Regions from separate parts of the Rattus norvegicus genome. Here region 1 is linked to region 2. A link is a contact called in public Hi-C data. All regions are on one chromosome and are shown on one strand. Each heading gives the region's core, a stretch centred on a gene start, on an enhancer-like site or on the middle of the called end of the contact. The rest is flanking DNA. Distances are from core to core; before and after follow the strand shown. Region 1 holds the start of Ifnar1 (interferon alpha and beta receptor subunit 1). Region 2 overlaps Ifnar2 (interferon alpha and beta receptor subunit 2).

Evidence for each region. Hi-C and Micro-C count contacts between places; a contact is called where the count stands out from the background.
Region 1: a Hi-C map of liver shows a contact between it and region 2, with 2.3 times the contacts expected there. The contact joins the promoter of Ifnar1 here to the enhancer-like site in region 2.

The regions. Positions count from the first base shown.
Region 1 is chr11:44,206,560-44,213,582 of GRCr8, forward strand. Ifnar1 (interferon alpha and beta receptor subunit 1) reads left to right here and starts at 5,210. Exons shown (of 11, transcript NM_001105893.1): 1 at 5,210-5,557. The coding sequence starts at 5,485. LOC120095616 (a long non-coding RNA gene) reads right to left here and starts at 2,310. Exons shown (of 4, transcript XR_010056260.1): 1 at 2,218-2,310.
Region 2 is chr11:44,111,093-44,117,729 of GRCr8, forward strand. It overlaps Ifnar2 (interferon alpha and beta receptor subunit 2), which reads left to right. Exons shown (of 9, transcript NM_001426990.1): 2 at 358-448; 3 at 1,539-1,580; 4 at 2,491-2,614; 5 at 4,739-4,908. The coding sequence starts at 394. Among named protein-coding and RNA genes, the nearest start is that of Ifnar2, 15 kb to the left of the region's middle. Within about 2 kb of position 2,364, at least 7 of the 93 cell types and tissues checked have an H3K27ac peak or open chromatin away from gene starts, as enhancers often do. A contact at or near this core is called in liver, where this site is marked.

The DNA.
Region 1 (7,023 bases), core at 3,960-6,459, 98 kb after region 2:
ATCTGGTCCACACCTTCTAGTTGCAGCCTACATGAGGACATGGAAGGAGGAAGCTTGCCCATTGCCTGCATGCTTTTGCTGACGAGTCCACTCCTTCATTGGTGTCAGAGTGATTTCTTCAGGATCTGATGTATACTGAAGACCAGCTGAGGCACTCTTGGACTAGCTGCTGGCAGACAAGCATTGTTGGCCTAGCTGGAACACAGCCTCCAAACCACTCTAATGAATCACACACATATGCATACATACATACACACATACATACATATATACATACATACATACATACACACAGACACATATACATATCTATATATATTTATACAGATATCAATTCTATCAGTTCTAATCATCTGAGAACCCTGACTGATACAGATGTCTATTTCCACATTATGTCTGTGTAAATTTTTGAAATGCCACTCCACCTCAGGTTCTTGTCATTACCCCAACTAGGGATTCATTGTGTGTCTATTCAATTGCCTAGATGATCCATGACCTAGTGGTGTTGACTAATTTATCAAGTTATATTTTGGGAAGACACTTCAAATACTGAGGTTAGAAAAACCCTACACAGTGTCAGTTTGTGCCTCAGGCTCACAACTGTGATAGGGAAAGAAACCTCGTCGTCGAGATTGGGGGAATTTTTGAGCTCTGACGGTTGCGTGTAGTATGAAGCGTCTGCAGCTTTGTGTCTCACATGGTAGACTTATGTGGCACCGCCTCTAGTCCCAGTTTGGTTTTTTCATTTTTTAAAACATAGTTATTATGTATGTGCTGCGTGTACATGGAGATCAGAGGACAGGTTGTAAGGATCGGTTCTGTCTTTCCACCATGTGCGTCCCAGAGGTCATTTGCCCTTGGTGAGGTGCTTTCCTCTGAGCCATCTTGCCCTCCCCATCCTCACCCTGCCCCCCAAAATAGATTCCAGACCTAGTTAGCTTGAATCATCAAATTGACACAACCAAGGATCATCTGAAAGAAAGCCTGGCTTGGGGAATTGAGTAGATGGGCTTGGCCTTTGGGCACATCTGTGGGAGACTGTCCTTATTGTTCATTGGTGTAGGAGAGCAAAGTCCTCTGTAGATGATGCCATTTCATAGATAGGTGCCCTGGCTGTATAAGAAAGCTAGCTTAAAATGACCCGAGAGCAAGCCAGCAAGCTGCATTCTTCCAGGATTACTGCTGCGAGTTCCTGCACTGATTTCCCTTTAAGACTGTGAACTGGAGTGTGAGCCAAATACACCCTCCTCCCCTAAGTTCCTTTTGTTCAGGGTATTTTATTGCAGCACCGGAATGGAACTGGAATGACCCCTGAGGCTTATTGTGGCTAAATTAGAACCCTACAAACATGATTTCCAAGCAGTTATCTAAGCGAGGGTTTCTCTGCACTGGTGACATTTGGGCCAGCAGTATTTTGGAGGATAGCGAACATCATTTGGCTTTTGTATGGATTGCCTGGTGCTGTTTGTATTCTGATGTTTATTCTGCTTCCTCAAGAGGTCAAGTGATTTCATGCGAACCTTCTCCCCATTCTAACTGGTCAAATAAAGGCTGGAGCCTGTGATTGGGCAACGGAAGGAAAAGGTGGGGCTGGAGGTTTTAGAGAGTAGAGAAAGGGTAGGGATGAGAGAGGAGAAGGACAGAGGAAGGAGGAGGAAGATGGAGCAAAAGCACAGGCCCTGGAGCAGCTGCAAGCAGCAAGGGATCTCATGCCTGGGGAGTAGATTAGTATGGGGTAGATCTGCCCAAACTAGGTATACAGCTTATTAATAACTGAGTTGTGTGGATTTTGCACGGGCTTATTGGGGTTGGAAGTTTACCGCAACAGGCTTTATCAGGTGTCTGTGGTTCTCTCTAGTCATAGTAAAAACCAAGTGTCTGCAGACACTGCCACGTGCACAGGTAGCAATGTTGTGAGGTAATTCCACCAGAGAACACATGGGCACTCTTAAAACCAAATTAAAAGTCTATCACTGGCCACCAGCTATATGGGAAACTTGCCCACGTCATGTAGCCCTGAGCCTCCCTATCTATGCTTTTTTTGCACAACAAAACCTCACCCTGGTTGGCACACCTTCATTTAGCCAGAACAGTCAGTGAGAAGGGGTAACTACAGGAACCAAAAAGCAATGTTAGTACGTTTAGGGACGTCGTAGTTTTCTGTTGCTGTGAAGAGACACCATGACCATGGCAACTCTTATAAAGCAAAGCACTTACTTGGGCCTGCTGACAGTTTCAGACGTTTAGTCCATTATGGTGAGGAGCACAGCAGCATGCATAAGTACTATGAGAGTTCTACATCCAAATCCAATCAACAGGGAGGGAGGGGCACAGACAGGGTGAAGCCCCAAAGCCCACCCCCCAATGACACACTTCCTCCAACAAGGCCACACCTCCTAATCCTTTCAGATAGTGCTACCCCTGGTGATTGGGTATTCAAATATGTGAATCTACGGGGCCATTCTCACTCAAACCACCACGGGCTTCCCCAGATCCTGGAACTACAGATAAGCCTTTGATGGATTAAGTCTTGGTTCCAGTTTTGGCAGGTGTTAGGCACCACTAGCTGGGTTCTAAGGTCAGAATGGTGGATCTAGTATCCATTGTACTAAGGTCTCAGGGTCTGTTGTAGCAACTCTAGGGAGAATTAGTTTTTAGAAGACAAAGAACCTTGGGTATCATAATGATATTTGTAAGGCTGACAACCCTCTAGCCAGTCTGACAAAAGGAGAAGAAAAGAGTTAAAATCAGAGATAAAAGAGTGCCATCACACAGAGTCCAACAAATTACAGAACCTTACTAGAGAATACTCTATAAACGTCTAAAGTTCTGGAAGACAGAGAAATAGAATTTCTAAATGCGTACCATCTACCAAAATTACAGCCAGAAGCTCTAAATAATGTAGACAGATGCACCACAAATCATGAGACAGAATGTCAAATGTCTCCCTGAAACCTCTAGCAGACCCACACCTTTAATCCAAGGCAGCAGATCTCTCTGAGTTTGACGCCAGCGTTGTCTACCCAGCAAGATCCAGGATGGCCAGGGCAGTGTACTGAAACCCTATCTCCAACATTTAAAAAAAAAGTCTCACGACTTTGATCCCAGGCAGGGGGATCTCTGTGATTATAAAGCCAGCCTGATCTGCAGATCAAGTTCCAGGTTAGCCTGGGCTACACAAATAAACCCTGCCTCAAAAAATAAATAAATAAATAAATAAATAAATAAATAAATAAATAAATAAATAAAATTTTAAAAAAAGGAGGAAGAGGAAAGAAGGAAGAGAGGAAGAGACCTTAATTTAATTTAAAACCTGAAACTTGTAGACAAAAACATAGAGAATACTGACCAAGACACTGGGGAGGCGAGAACTTTCTGAACAGATAGGACTGCATGAAATTGTAGAGCTTCTGAACATCAAGCAAAACTATCTGTGCAGCACACAGGCTACAGGGTGGGAGAAAAGCCTGTCCAACTATACCTCAGACAAGGCTCTGATTCTAGAATTTATAAAGAACTTCCCGAGATGAAGGAAATGAATCTACCAGAAACAAACGGACCAATAAACTGAACAGTTTTCAAACACTGAAATACACACCCAATAACTATCTGTGAAGTATTCAATGTCCTGAGCCATCAGCAAAATGCACAGTAACACTGCTTTGACATTCTATCTCGCCCTAGTCAGAATAGCTGCCAAGAAATCTGATGAGTGTTGGTAAAGACGCAGAAAAAAGGAACTCTTACTCACTGCTGCCTGGGTGCAGATTAATAGTCATTGTGGAATTCATTTTGGAGGTTCCTCAAAAAACAACTCCCATATAACCCAGCTATTTCACACATATGCACTCACCAGAGAACTCCACACCCTAACACAGAAGTATCTGCACCCCTCCCACGCTTACAGCCGTTTTACTCACTGTAAGAAGGAAATGGATTCAAACTAGTTGTCTATCCACAGAAAATCCAGTACATATAAAAATGGAATATTATTCAGCTCTAAAGAATAAAATTACAAACCTTGCCCAAAAAATGAATGAGCTTAGAATGAATAATATTAAGCCTCTGGGACGGGGGGTGGGGGGGGAGGTACGGGGGTGCGGATGTTCTTCATATATGGGTCCTGCCTAGGCCTACATGTGTATAATCAAGCATGTGCACGAGCAGAAAACGTGTTGTAGAACAAAAATGAACTAAGGAGTTCACACATATAGAATATCTTAAGTCCAGTGAATACACTCAAGGTATAACACATTTCCAGTGTAAAGTCCTTAAACGGGTACTGGCCACATATGATTCCATGAGAGGCTCTTTATCTTACTGTGAGACCCAAATTTTAAATTGTTTGCAATGAACGTTCTTATAGAATGTAATTCTAAATACGACTAAATGCAGTATATTTCAGTCTTTCAATAGGAATTTTAGCTATTCAGATTGTAGATGTTAAGTTTGTAAGAGGTATGTTCAAAGTATCATAATTTTCAAAGCCCCAAGACTCCCTGGGAATGCTGATTGGTTCCTGAATTTCAAAGAGTACCATGCCAGAAATTTGAAAACACTGAAATCTCTTTTCATCTGGGGACTGTATTTTTTTTCCACTGTTATAAATCTATATTGTATCATTGTTGATAGACATGCTCTTTTAAAAAAGGTGAATTAAGCAACAAATAAGTTTCTTTAGAAGGCAGTAATGATAGAATTAAGGGGCTAGAAAGAGGGCTCAGTGGTTTAAGAGAGCGTGCAGAGGACTGGAGTTCAAACAGCTCCTAAGAACCATAACTCTAGTACCAGGGTATCTGCGCTCTTCCGGCCTCCATGGGTACCAGGTACGCATGTATGTATGGTGCACATACATGCATGCATGCAAAACACTCAAGCATACAAGACCAAACTAAAAACACATTCTTTAGAAAAGATTCAAATGTTGCATAATTCAAAACCCAAAGTGCGAATCTACAACACCAAACCATCGCTTGAAAACAAGGAATCAAGTATAAAAATCCTGTGGAGTTGAGATAAAAGTGTCGCCGGCGCCTTCCCGGTCCCGGGGTCCTTTGATTCATGGGCTCCAGAGACGCTGACATCAGGAGTTAAGCAACCCCTGGCGCAACGCCTCGGAAGCCTCGGGACAAAAACAGGAAACTGAGCCGGGGGAGGGGCTGCGCAGGCGCACTAACTGCAACCCGCTTTCCTCTCAGGAGTCTAATAACTGTCGGGTGCGGTCTTTCCGGAAGTGTGGGTAGAGCGTGGCAGGGGCCTTCAGGGTCCGAGCTCAGAGCACCAGGACTGGACCGCGCCCGGTACTTTCCGAGCCGCTCGCTCGCGGAGAGGGCGGGGCGTTGGTAGAGGAGGAGTACCGGGCGGAGGGGGCGGGGCAGAGGGGCGGGGCGTCAGGAAGAGGGCCTAGCTACCCTGGAGTCATCTTCAGCTCCGCTGTACTGCTGAAGAGGAAGATGTGAGCAACGGGTCCGGCCTCCCAAGACGATGCTCGCTGTCGTAGGCGCTGCGGCCCTGGTGCTGGTGGCAGGGGCGCCTTGGATGCTGCCCGTAGCCTCAGGTGAGCCGAGGGCCCTGAGCGAGGGCCGGGCTGCGGGGAGGGAGAGCTGGAAGCGGGTGAACGGAGTCCACGCGGGGTCACCCCGACGCCCGCCTGCGCGCTCCAGCCTGAGGACGCTGACCCGGGCCCGAGCCTTGGGGCGACTGGAAGGTGGGAGACCAGACATCAGCAATGCGCTTCCCAACCTACTGCCTTTAGTCTCAGGCTGACGGAGGAGAGAGTTGAAGGTGCCCCTAACGGGCCCCAAATCGCAGCTAACAAAACAATAACAAGTGAGCCAGGAAACCACGGGGCTAGTTTGTGGCATCAGGAGACTGGCGACTAAGGGTGATAGACAAGAGAGATCTTTTCATAGTGATGTGAGGAACCTTAAAAAGACGACCTAGCCTCACTCGTGTTGTTAAGTTCCGATTACTCTTAGAAATCGGTAGGTACATCAGGGAGGTAAGTGATGCCCCAAGTCTCACCCTGAAGATGGCCCATTTCTGGCCAGACATGCACATGATGTACGTGCAGGCAAAGTGGTCACACACATAAAAATAAATCTGAAAAAAGAATATTATGAACAGTATACTGTAACTGCTACAAATGCTCTTGGGTCTTTTGTTAATCTTATAAGCACAATTGCTGCCCTTTCTGCACAGAATTTGTAAATAACAACAGTTGGGACGGGGATCAAGCTAAGAGGATAAGGATAATAAGGTAGGTTCAGTTTGGGGATGAAATCAAAGGCTCTGTTCAGGGTTCGTGGAAATGTGGCTCAGTAGTAGTGTGGACTTAGCATAGACAGCACTAAGAATCTGAAAAGAATGGGAAGACTTGATGGACGATAGCTCCTATTGGCTGAAAAGAAAACATTCAGAAAACATCTCAGATGTCTCCTCAGTGTCTAACCAGAAACAGTCTATAAGCCTCTGGAGTAGAAGCTGCCAGGTCATCTGACATGATTGTCTGATGCAGAAGTTTTCAAAATAGGAAGTAACAACGGAGTCAGACATAAAGTTAAAAGACATTTTTTACAGTTATAGCCTAGGACCTGGAGAGACGGCTCAACAGGTAAGAGCACCTGCTGCTCTTGTATAGGGACATGGGTTGGCCCCCAGCACACACCTGGTAACTTGCAGCCTTCCCTAACTCCTGCTCTGTTCCAGGATTTGAGTAGACTCTTCTGACTTCCTTGTCTACAAGGCACATGTGGTGCACACACAAATAAATGCACAGGCAAAAACACTTCTACATACACAATACCTCTTAAAAAAAAGAGAAGTAGCCTATTAGGACTGGAGATGACACAGAATGGTAGAGTTCTTGCCTACAGCATGAAAGGCCCTAGGATCAATCACAGTGTAACAACAACCAAGATAAAAAGTAAAAATTTCAGCCTGTCAAGTGAAGAGCCAGCCATTTTATGAGGGAAAAAACTACAAGACATACGTGACTGTGCTTTTAAAGATCGTGTGGTCTGA
Region 2 (6,637 bases), core at 1,114-3,613:
GAGAAGGTGAGCTGAGAAAGTCCTGAGGAATAAGGAAGGACTGGAACCAGGAATTTGGCTACTTTTTAAAACTTTTTTAAAAGACAGAGTGGCTCCTCCTTCTAACTCGATATGTAGCTGAGGATGACCTTGAACGTCTGATCCTTCCCCGCCTCTCTGCTTAGAGGACAGATGTGCACTCTCACACTAAGCTCCTGCAAGTTTAACCGCAATTGTAACCAATCCAGGGCTACAACGGGGCAACATCTGCAGCTAATTCCTACTCATCTCTCACTAGTATATATATGTACGTCATATATAGTGTGATTTAATTGGGTACTTCTGAGTTTTGATCGCCTCAATATTGATCTCTTTCAGGTGTGAGAGCAGAACAGGACTTACAGACTGAGCAGGATGCCTTCAAAGGGCACCGGCTCTGCCGTTGGTCTCCTTAGCTTGTATCTTGTGGGTAAGTGCTGCTTTTTCAGCACAGTTGTTAGAGGAGAAAGCCTGTGTCCCTGTCATCACAGAGAGCCCTGGTGTGGAGCAGCAAATCGATGTCCATATCTGGAGGACCCAGATCAGCGAGGCCAGCATCAGGCATCCATGGGCGTCTGTCTGCCCCTCAATTTTAGCTCAATCAGAATGCTACAAACTAAGCTCATACTCCGGAGACTACCTCATTTATAATTCAAAGGGCGGCTGCTCCACATACCCTGAATCTCACCCACAGTGGGGCTTAGAAGGTGACTGTCCCTTATCTCTCCCCATGGAGACTAAATTGAAAATCGATCCCTAAACTTCAATTTATGTATTTCCCTTTTTTTTAGCCCTCATCTTTTCTACAGTTGGATTTCTTTCATGTCCTTTCTTCTCCTCCCTCTTAACTGCTTTAATTCCACAATGTCATCTCTCCCATACATTGTCTTTAGGGGATTCAGGAGTATGACAAATGTCTCAGTGTAGGTATACATGGATAATGTGCCCCACCCACTCCCTGTAAGTCATTGCAAGATCGGGAAATAAATGACCCCTCTTGCCCGTACCTACTCCAAGGGGACAGCACTCACTAATTCCAATCTCAAATACCCTCTTTTTTTTTTTTTTTTTTTTTTTTTGGTTCTTTTTTTCAGAGCTGGGGACTGAACCCAGGCCCTTGCGTTTCCTAGGCAAGCGCTCTACCACCGAGCTAAATCCCCAACCCCTCACCTGCTGTTCTTGTTAGATATCTTTACTTCAAATGTATTAATTATCAGCATGCTTATTTATACTCTAGGAAATGTGTTATACAACTGCTTCTCAGACACTCCCTCAACCCATCCGACCCTTGCTCTTTGTGTCAAGTCCCAGAGGTCTCACTTTACGTCTGCCCCAAATGCCACCTTCAGATCACACATGTGTCGGCCAAGAGCACCCATGTTCTCCGCAGTATCTGTGTTAGCACGAGAAAATCTCAACATTAAGTAGCACGTGTATGTCAAAGAGCCTTACACTTAGAGTAATGTTGATAGTCCGGGCCCAGAACAAACCTTGTTGTAATCTGTTTTGCTTCCTCCTAGTGTGTGTGAGCCTACAGTCTAACTCATCGTTTGCTTTTGAAGGTAAGAACTGTTCTGAGCTTGACTAAATTTGATGTAAGAGTCAAAGTGTCTGGCTAACAGAGAGGAAAGGGGGAAGTGTGATTTCTGACCCCAGATACGCTGGCCAGTTTATTGGAGTCCTTTCTAGGCTGAAGAGCAGAGGGTTTTTCATTATTTGTGTCACAAACTATCATAGAGGGGAAAAGAAAAAACCCAGAAAACCACTAGTGATCACTAGGAGGAACCAAAGCTTTTAGTCTCATTAATAAAAGAATGAAGAGACAAATTTCTCTTTCATGTCTAATCTTCTACATACTGGTTTCAGGTAAAGGAAAATAAATTTCTCTAACTGAAATTCTTTCTCCTTTGTATGACCAGGGGAATAAAAGTGCAGTGTGGATTTGAGACTGGGGAGGGATGGAGGGGGAGGGGGGAAGGAGTGAGGGAAGAGACTCGGGAGGGAGGGAGAGAGAAAAAGGGAAAGATAGAGGAGAGAGAAGAGGAAGGACACTGGGAAGAATGGGGGGAGGGAGGGGGGAGGGAGGGGGAGAGGGGTGGGTGGCAGAGCAGTTTGCAGAGAAGAGAGAAGGAACAGGAGAGTAGAAGAGCACCCCTGGTCCAAAGCCAGCTTGATTATTTTGGTTCCCTGAACTCTAACAGTCGATGACAATTGGAGAAGCCCTTTGTCCAGTGGTTACAGGGTGCGGGCTTCCTGTTTGTTAGCTTTCCTGCCCTGACAATAAGTTGTCACTAATTAACTGAACTATTTCATTTCCCATGTCCAGAAGATTTCCTTCCTGCACGGTCTAGATGCCAGAATGCTTTCACAAGGGCTTGCCCAAGAGACTGAGCTCATCTGAGCTCCTAAGGGGAGAGTAATCCTGAGTTCCAAACCTCATCGTTTCTTCTTTTTACCTCCTGTTCTTTTTAGAGTATCCAGATGAACCTTGCACTATAAACCTGATATTACGACATTTCCGACTGATTTTATCCTGGGAATTACAAAGCCAGTCCAGCCCACCAACCAACTACACACTCTGGTACACAATCATGAGGTCAGTCAGCACGAGCTTCTCTTCTTTCTTTCTTACTGAAGAGGCCACCTCTCTTCCTAGTACATGATTTCTCCTCTCAATAAACATATTTCCCATCCCAGAGTTTTTAAAGTTAATTTATACATTTTGGAGGGATGTCTATGTGTAAGGGATCATGTGTGAGTGTGCAGAGGCCAGAGGTTGACACTTGGTAACACTCTCTGCCTTATTTTTTTGACACACTCTCGATCACTGGGCTTGAGACTTTTGCTAAGTTAGCTGGCCCACGAGCCCTATAGTCTGGCCCTCCAAGGCTGGGGTCACAGTGCAAGCTTCCCTGCCTTCTTTCTGTGTGGGGTTCAAACTCAGGTCCACTTTACTAAGTCAGCCATCTTTCCAGCTTCGTTCTTTGTTTTTTGTTTTCCAGTTCATAAAAGGCCAAAGTCAGAACACCTATCCTTTCTTAGTTCTTAATTTAAATTCTCCTGTAACCCAAAGCTATTGGGGTGGGGTTGGGAGGGACAAGGCTTGTGTTTAAAAGCCAAAGCCTGGCAGTCGGCAGTTTGCACAGTGACTCCCACTCCTCGGTCACTCTAGCATTCAAAAGACCTCCTTTTCATCAGGCTCCAGGTCTCTTGACCATATTGATAGTTAGACATGTTATATACTCCAGAAAGCCCTGCTTGATGAGCTCAGGCCACTGACAAGCCTAATATTTAGCCCAGAGTTTTGTCTCCACCTCAGCATTGCTATAGGTGTAAGTGTGGAATTAGTGGACCATCTTGGTCTTTCACTGCCCGCAAACAACAGCGGCTCTCCCAAGTCCTTGCTTTGCTCAGTAGCTGTTTGGAAAGACTGTGTCTATAAGCCCTGAACCCCAAAACATCCCTTTCTATTATATGTCGGACCTCTGATCGTTAGGCTGGCCAAGAGAGGGCAAGGGTGTCCTGTATCTTTTCCTTTCTCCTGCTAAGTCTTACTTTTCCTCTGCCTGTTGATCACATATCATTAACTTACCCATTCTGATCTCATCTATGTTGCTGTGATAAAATACTCTGGCCAAAAGGAACTTGGGAAAGAAAGGGGTTTCTTTGGATTATGGTTCACAGTCCATTGTTGAGGGAACTCAAGGCAGGAATTTCAGACATCACCTCAGTCTGGAGCAGGGAGGATAAATGTCTGGCTCCCTGATTGCTCCCACCAAGCAAATCACCCGGCTAGCGTTCCGTATCCACATAGTCTGATGTCCAATCTATGGACTGCTGCCAGCTGTCCGCAGGGTGAGACTTCCAACCCCAGTCAACAAACAAGATAGTCACCTGCAGCCATGCCCACAGGTGAGCTCCATCTAGATAACTCTTCAACCCTAGGTTCTCTTCCCAAGCTCCTGTTCACAGTTGGAACTAGCCAACACACTCGCTTACCTCCCCAAGTTTGGTGAATCAGATGTCCCTGATGTCCCTAAATGAACACAGTTCTGACTTAAGATGCAAGACTATCTGGCCTTTAGCCAGAGACACATCTCAGAGAAAGCTCTGCTAATTATCCTAGAGTGGGAGGGAGGTCTGGGGCCTAAGCCCAGAAAGCCCAAACCCAGGGTTCGTTTGTTCATTCATTCATGCATTCATTCATTCATCATTCATGCATTCATTCATTCATGCATTCATCCATGCATGTATTCATGCATTCATTCATTCATTATACATGCATTCATTCATTCATGCATTCATTCATTCATTCATGCATTCATTCATTCATCATACATGCATTCATTCATTCATCATACATGCATTCATTCATGCATTCATTCATCCATGCATGTATTCATTCATTCGTTCGTTCATTCATGCATGCATTCATTCATTCGTTTGTTCATTCCATCCATTAAACAATAAAAGTATAACGTCACAATTGGGGATGAACCCTTAAGGGAAAAACATCCAGAAGAGATTAGAAGTAGGGGGTGGGGTGTGTGCGAAGTATAACGTGTTCAGTTTTAGAATGAAGTGATTGTGGGCCATCTGGGCTAAGGCCTGCAAACCATTTCTTTTAGCGATCATAAAAGGAGTGAGGGGTGAGGCACAAGAAATGGATCACATGACACACATGCTCATCTTTCCTTCTCCAATCTTTTCCCCTCCAAAGCAAAGCTGAAGACCTGAAGAAGGTCGAGAACTGTATAGATATCACGGAGCCATTATGTGATGTGACTGACGAGTGGTTGGAGGGCCGGGAAACCTATGTCCCCATCATCGTAGTGCACAGAGGGGACTCAACGGTGTGCCGCTGCTCAGACTACATCTGGCCCACAAATGGTGAGTGGATCTCTGTGTCTCTCAATCTCATCAGTGGTTTGCTGCAGAAGAGGAGGGTGTTTGGCTGGAGAGCCGGTCTGATTCCTTGTCCTACCTTGTGTAGCCACTTGGTTGCCCAGAGCCTCAGCTTTCTGACCTAGAAAATGGGTCCATAACCTGGACTTCTCAGATCTTTGTTTGATGCATGTATAAGGCAGGTTTTCAGTGGTAATGGTCGTTCTGCTGTCTGCTTTTTTTTTTTTTTTTTTTTTTTTGGTTCTTTTTTTTCGGAGCTGGGGACCGAACCCAGGGCCTTGCACTTCCTAGGTAAGCTCTCTACCACTGAGCTAAATCCCCAACCCCTCTGCTGTCTGCTTTACAGCCTGGCAGAAGCAGAAGGAGACTTTGCATGGTTCTATCTATGCTGTCGCTTCTCTTCAGGCCAGTATCTTCCTGCCCACCCTCTGAGACTGTAAGCCAAGAAAGCTATATATGTGAACACCAAGGGCACTCAGCTCACAGGGCAAGTGCAACCCAGGAGTGGGGCAACCCTTCTGTCTCCCCCTGTGTCTAGAGGTTATTCCCTAAGCACTTGTGCTCATGGTTCCAGCAACACCGCATTCTCAGTGTCTAAATTTATAACTGGTTTTCACTGGTTTTTGGTTTCAGCACACTGTTACAGAACAGCCGGTGTGCACACTCATAGGTACTTCGGAAAGGGATGACAGTGGGTCAAGCGTGACCAGGCCATGAATCAGTCTTATGAGGTCATCCAGGGGTGTGTAGGCTTTGGATCAACGTTCGCATCTGTACACTGCACTCACAGGAAAAGAAGTCGAAGCCCAGTTCACAGATAATGATAAAGAATATATATTAAAGTAATGAGTAGTCTTCATGATCCAAGTCCTAAATATGAAAAGGATACGAAAACCCAAGATCACCAGATGTGGTGGTGCATACCTGACACAGGAGGAGTACTGCAATGTGAGCTCAGCCTAAGGTTGACCACAGAAAACAGGAAACCCTCCAAGACTACATAGCAAGACGCTGTGCCAAACAAACAAACAAACCCCCAGGATTAGGAAAAACAGTGCAGGCATCATGCTTTGACATAGTTCTTCTGAACAGACCAAACAATGTGTTGTGCTGTGTTTCTCTTTGTATTGTTTCCTTTTAAAGTAACATAAGCCAGCAAGATGGCTCAGTGGGTAAAGGCACTTGCCACCAAGCCTGATGACCTGAGTTCAGTCCCCCGAACCCATGGGGTTGAGAGAGAGCTGATCCCTGACTTTCACACACGTGCAGTGACACAGTGGCCCACACGCATACTCACACACAAAACAAAATAAATTAAAAATGTAAAAAAAAATTTTAAACGTAATATACAAGATTTTTAAATGTCTATCTACCTTAAATAGTAGATGTATTTCCATCAAATAGAGAGAAGGTAAAACATAAAACCTTTAGCATGTGACTCAGAATTCCTCTTTAATAATTTCTTGGGGCTGGAGAGATGGCTCAGGGGTTAAGAGCACTGACTGCTCTTCCAGAGGTCCTGAGTTCAATTCCCAGCAACCACATGGTGGCTTGCAACCATCTGTAGGGGATCTGATGCTCTCTTCAGGCAGGCGGATGTATATGCAACAGAGCACTCATACATTAAATAAACAAACTTAAAAAAAATTCTTATAAAGATATGACCAAGAGGACTGGAGAGACAGCACTGCAGTTAAGAAGACGCGGTGTTTCC